2 separate regions of the Sus scrofa genome follow, and region 1 is linked to region 2. Evidence: chromatin contacts called from public HiChIP or PLAC-seq data. All regions are on one chromosome and are shown on one strand. Each heading gives the region's core, a stretch centred on a gene start, on an enhancer-like site or on the middle of the called end of the contact. The rest is flanking DNA. Distances are from core to core; before and after follow the strand shown.

Region 1 (2,700 bases), core at 197-2,696, 53 kb after region 2:
TGAAGAACCTGACTGGCACCCATGAGGACGCAGGTTTGATCCCTGGCCTGGCTCAGCGGGTGAAGGATCTGGTGTTGGCGGGAGCTGTGGTATGGGTCACAGACACGGCTCGGATCCCGTGTGGCTGCGGCTGTGGTGTAGGCCGGCAGCAAAAGGATACTGGTAACTAATCTCCAGTTGAAGACAAGTGCTGTCGGAATTTGAGCTTTACAAAGAGCCGATTCTTAGGACGCCGAGCACACACCCCCCGGCCGCCAGCAGCTGACACCGACACCCGCTCCTGCCTCCTGTTTTGGCTTGAGGGTCCCGGTTTGCAGCTTCCACACTGTGGACGTGGGGAGGCCAGGGAGTGAGGGGTGGAGGTGACTTGAGAGAGGTGGTGACGCTAAAAGGGTGCGTAAGTGTCCCAAGGGGCCAGGGGAGGCCTTCCAGGCAGGGGAAGCTCATTGCCGAGGCTTAGATGCACCCAAGACTGGTGACTGGCTGGGCGAGACGGGAGTTTAGCAAAATGGCTGGCGATGCTGGCAAGGCCTAGGCAGTGGGGAAGTGCTGAGACCTCAGCCCCCAGCTGTCTTGAAGCCTGGGGGGGTCCAGGGCCATTAGGCCCCCACCCCCCGCATTTGCCAGCCTTGAGCCACAGGGGTGCAGGAGCTCAGGGTGGTGTGGAGGGGCCTCGAGTGGCTGGTGCCGGGCCTTTGAGGGGCTGCCGTGCTGGAGGTCCCCGTGGCCAGTGTGCGGGCGATCAGCCCTGTGCCGGGGGGTCGGGGGCCAGGTGGCCCCCTCTCTTTTCCTGTACCCTCTCTCAGGCCTGGGCTTTTTTCCTTTTTTTAAAGAGATCCGAATACATTTTTTTTGGCTTTCCCAGCACATTATTTTTTTTCTACTGTACAGCCTGGTGACCCAGTTATGCACGTACAGCCTCTTCTCCCCACATGATGAGGCTGCATCGTAAGTGACTGGACATAGTTCCCAGTGCCACACAGCAGGCCCGCGTTGCTCATCCATTCCAAAGGCCAGAGTCTGCGTCTCTTAACCCCAGGCTCCCCCCAACCCCCGGCCTGGGCTTTGCATGGCCTTCTCCCCAGCCTCCTGGCCTCTGTCGGGCCTCTGCCCCTCCACCCAGCTCCTGGGCAAGGCCTGGCTTCTGAGAGTGTGGCTTTGGGGGGTTCAGTGCAGCTAGAGACGAGAGCGAGTGAGCCTGAGCGTGACCTGCTTTGTGGGCTCGGGTGTCCCCCGTGTTGAGTGCACCCTAGTTCAGCAGCAGGAGCTGCTTGCTTCAGGGATAATGATTGGGAAACCGGGGCACGGGAAGGTGACGCGTGCGGCATGCGGCTGGGTGTGGCTCTTGTCTGCCCGCGTAGCTCTCGGGCTCTGTTAACCGAGTGCTTTCGGTCCCGGCTGGGCTGGGGGCCTGGGCCTGGGCTCTGGGCCTCTTACAACAGCGTCCAGCGTATGTGCACTTTTTTTTTCTTAATGGGAAAGTGTCAGATTCTCGCAGGGCCTGTGCCGCCCAGAGTCCTGGCCCTCTGCTGGCTGCCTCATTCGCACACATGCTGAAAGGTTTTTAATGCCATAGACGGAAGGCCAGTGGCCCAAGTGGGCGGTCGATCCCAGGCATCGGCAGCGGCGGGCAGCTTTGGGTGGGAGGCAGGGGGCACTCCCTGCAGCTGCTGGGCAAGGGGGGCTGCCCTTATCGATGGGAAGTGGGACACCGGGGCCCCTTGGGAATGAGCAGCACCAGTCACCCCAGCTCTCCTGGCTCGCCCTGCTGTCAGATAGAATTGCAGGCACCGCTTGGGAAGCTCTGCCGCCCCCTCATCGCCAGGCTGCACACTTGCCTCTGTCTTCCTGTTCCTGGTCAACCCTTACCTGGCGTTGTGGCCAGGCAGGTACTGTTTCCTCCAAGAAGCCTTCCTGGGCTGTGCCCCCTCTGCCTCCCGGAGGGTTCAGGCCCTCGGTTCTCTCGGATGCCTGCCCTCCCGCTGTGGCACGAGCCCCCTGCGCTGCAGGGGCCTATTTCCTTGGCTGCCGTGGGTCCCCTTGGCGCTGGCACGCGGTAGAGACTGAGCTGCAGAACAGCAGAGGTGGGAGAGCCCCGGATGCCACCTGGGCCAGGCCCCGTCTGGCAGGCGCGAAGCCCAGCAAGGGGGGGGGGAGTGCCTGGGGCCACACAGCCCGTCGTCGTTGCTGTTGTCCTGTCGTTGTGGCGAAGCAGGGGCAGGCCTCACACCAAGACTCGGCCACGTCTGGCTTCTGAGCACATCTGTTAGAAACATTGGTTTTCTTATATTCGCAAAATTAATAAGTGATTATTGTAGGAAACTTAGGAACCAAAAAAGGAAAATCAGAACTGACGGTTACCTTGTTTTGGATTTAGTAACAGTCTGTGGCCCGTGCGCACGAGTTTAACAAAACACGACTGGTGTGCTCGGTAAGTGTCTTCCTCTCAGTGGCCTGCGGGGCGCCTCATTTCGGGCTCGGTCCATGTCCCCGCGTCGGCGGCTGCCTGGATTCCTTCCTGGGCCCGCCTGGCTCCACTGAGACAGCGCCTGTTGTTGGGCTGCTCTGCAGGCGAACCTTTGCACACTCGCGCTGCTGCTGCCTCTAGGCCAAGGGCTCGGAAGCACGGGAGGGTCTCCGTGTGCTGTGCCTGCGCCGAGTACGCCCTGCGACCTTGGGGCTCCGAAGGGTTTTGACCTT
Region 2 (2,700 bases), core at 75-2,574:
ACAAAAGCACAGGGTCCTCTCTCACCCGCGAGGCTGCAGAGTGTCCGTCAGGCCCCAACAGACGCACCGCCGCTCGGGGCCGGCAGGCGTCCCCGCCGGGGACCGGAAAGCCGCGAGCTCTGCGGGGACAGGCTCCAGAGGCCTGAGACACGTGTGACCCGCCGCACCGGCCGCTCCAACCCCTGCACACGAGGACAGCCAGCCGAGACAGCGAGACCTGCCGCCGGGGTGACGCCAGGCCACCAGCGCCCCTGTAAGTGCCAGGACACCCCGAGGGTTTAGAGACCCCCCCCAGGCTGGGAAGCCGCTGAGGGACACACGTGCCTCCTCTTACACCCCGGGACCCGGAGGCCACACCTTCCTTGAGTGAACGCTCGCTCCAATTCTCACAAGAGACCCTCCACCTGCCGCCCAGCCCCGGGGTCCCTTCCCCCCCTTCTAACCCCAGGCCCTGCGAGCGGGGGCCTGGGCCTCTCCTGATACTCACTTGCCCGAGAGATCGGTGACATGGACGAAAGTGTCATTGAAAGACGCGAAGATGTGACACACGCCGAACACGTTTTCCCCTTCAGCCACCTGCGGGCCGAGGCTGATGACCTGCTCCTCCTTCTTCTCCTTCCCCTTGCGCGGTGCCATTTCTGCGGCAGAGGAACAGCCCCGGCTCCGGGAAGGAGCGCGGGCGCGCGCACTCGCTCGGCCGCCCCCCAGGCCGCGCGGCCTCCCCAGCGGCTGCGGCCCCTTCCCGGCTTCGACGCCGCCCTGCAGCCGCCACGTGCAGCGCCCGCCCTGGCATCACTGATCCAGGAACCGCCCACGAAGGGGCCGCGTCCCCTGCCTTCCCGCCCCGAATCCGTCCCAAGACCCCACGGGACCCGTGCGGCAATTACCCCAACTTCCCAGACCGAAAACAAGCGGGAGACCCGAGGCTCGCTCCCGGGACGACGTTCCCGCTCCTCCCCGCCCCCCGCCGTGGCCCGGCGGAGGTGGCTGTGCCCCTGGGCCCGGCCCCGAGCGGACCCCGCGTTACAGGCGGTTCCGAGCCAAAACCTCCGCCTCCGAGACAGCGCCAACCAGAGTCTGCATCGACCCGCCGCGCGCCTCCCGCCCCGCACCTGGCTTGGCTTTCGCGGCAAAACCTCAGGCCCGCGCCCCGAATCTCGCTGGGCCCCCAGGCCGCAGGATGCCGCTCGATTGTCCCGGCCCAGGGAGCCTACCTGCGCGTCGCCTTCAGACTCCGCCACCGGAAAGAGAGAGTGGGAGGAGGCGGGGCGACGGGTCACGTCCGTATCCCCGGAAGTGAACGTCTGAGGTCACGGGGCGAGGCCGGCTGCTCCGGAAGACGCCGACTTTAGCGTTTCCGAGATGAAGACGCCCTCGAGAATACGGTTGATTCAGTGGGGCGCCTGAGGAGGTAAGGGGCTCGGTGTCCCAGCGAGCGCGTCGGCTTCTAAAGCTGCACGAAGCAGCCGCACTGGGTGGGTGGAGCGGGCCTGCGTCCGGGATGGCGGAGGCCGCAGCTAGACGAACGTCCGGCGCCCCGTCCCCGGCCCGGCCAGCCCGGAGGCGACAGCGCACCGCGTGGCGCGGAGGCGAACAGCAGCAGCGGTGAAAGTCTCATCCGCTGTGTTCTGGGCAAAATAGGAGTAAATTATTCAGTACTTGTCGTTATGTACGAGGCCGGGATAAGCGACCGATAGCCATTGATCCATTTAATCCTTACCACATTATCAAAGACGTCGTTTTGATTTTTCTTTTAGTATTATTATTCATGGCACCTGTGGCATGTGGAAATTCCTGGGCTGGGGTCACGTCAGAGGTGCAGTTGCCACCCTATGCCACAGCAACACCAGATCCAACCCACATTCCGTGACCTACTCCGCAGCTTGCAGCTACGCTGGGTCCTTAACCCACTGAGCAAGATCAGGGATCGAATCCCGGCATCCCATGGATACTAGTCAGGAGTCAGGTTCTTAAGCTGCTCAACCGCAATGGGAACTCCTTTCTTTTTTCTTTCTTTTTTTTTTTTTTTTTTTTTTTTTTTTGGAACTCCTGATTTCTCTTTTAAAGAAAGGGATTTCAGGGGGTTCCCGTTATGGCTCAGCAGACCTGACTAGCATCCATGAGGATGTGGGTTCAATCCCTGGCCTTGCTCAGTGGGTTGAGGATCCGGCATCACTTGCAAGCTGTAGTAGGTCTCTGATGTGGCTCAAATCTGGTGTTGCTGTGGCTGTGGTGTAGGATGGCAGCTGTAGCTCTGATTCGACCCCTAGCTTGGGAAACTCCTGTTCTGCCCATGCAGCCCTAAAAAGACTACCCCCCCCCAAAAGGAAAGGGATTTCAGGATTTCCCTTGTGGTGCATTGGGTTAAGGACTCATCACTGTCACTGCAGGGGTAAACGAGTTCAGTTCCCTGACTTGGGAACTTCTGCATGCTGCAAGTGTGGCCAAAAAAAAAAAAAAAGTGGGTAGCAAAAAGTAAAAGTCATCTCTAAGTTCTTTTTTCTGTCGTCAAATTGGAGCATCGTTGCAGAGGTAACTATCTATACTTAATATATTCCTGTGTTTTCAGCGTGTGATATACCGTCTTACGTAAATGAGGTGATATTCTCTCCAACGTCAGTCGCTTCTTTTTGACTCAACGTTGTGTACATCATCCCAGGACAGCCGATAAGATCTATCACATGTTCGTACAGATGAAGT

The links. HiChIP or PLAC-seq counts read pairs in DNA pulled down with a chosen protein or histone mark.
Region 1: an H3K27ac HiChIP or PLAC-seq map of alveolar macrophages shows a contact between it and region 2. The contact joins the enhancer-like site here to the promoter of NDST1 in region 2. A contact is called at or near these places in 1 of 5 promoter capture datasets (liver), 14 of 47 Hi-C or Micro-C datasets (alveolar macrophages, brain, embryonic fibroblasts and 6 more) and 2 of 2 datasets of contacts at active chromatin or transcription factors (alveolar macrophages and skeletal muscle).

What each region holds. Positions count from the first base shown.
Region 1 is chr2:151,485,790-151,488,489 of Sscrofa11.1, forward strand. All of the region lies in intron 1 of NDST1 (bifunctional heparan sulfate N-deacetylase/N-sulfotransferase 1), which reads left to right. Among named protein-coding and RNA genes, the nearest start is that of RPS14, 53 kb to the left of the region's middle. Within about 2 kb of position 1,447, at least 13 of the 83 cell types and tissues checked have an H3K27ac peak or open chromatin away from gene starts, as enhancers often do. A contact at or near this core is called in alveolar macrophages, retroperitoneal adipose tissue and skeletal muscle, where this site is marked.
Region 2 is chr2:151,432,601-151,435,300 of Sscrofa11.1, forward strand. It overlaps NDST1 (bifunctional heparan sulfate N-deacetylase/N-sulfotransferase 1), which reads left to right and starts at 1,325. Exons shown (of 15, transcript XM_021085025.1): 1 at 1,325-1,411. RPS14 (40S ribosomal protein S14) reads right to left here and starts at 1,351. Exons shown (of 5, transcript XM_021085027.1): 1 at 1,215-1,351; 2 at 488-638. The coding sequence starts at 636.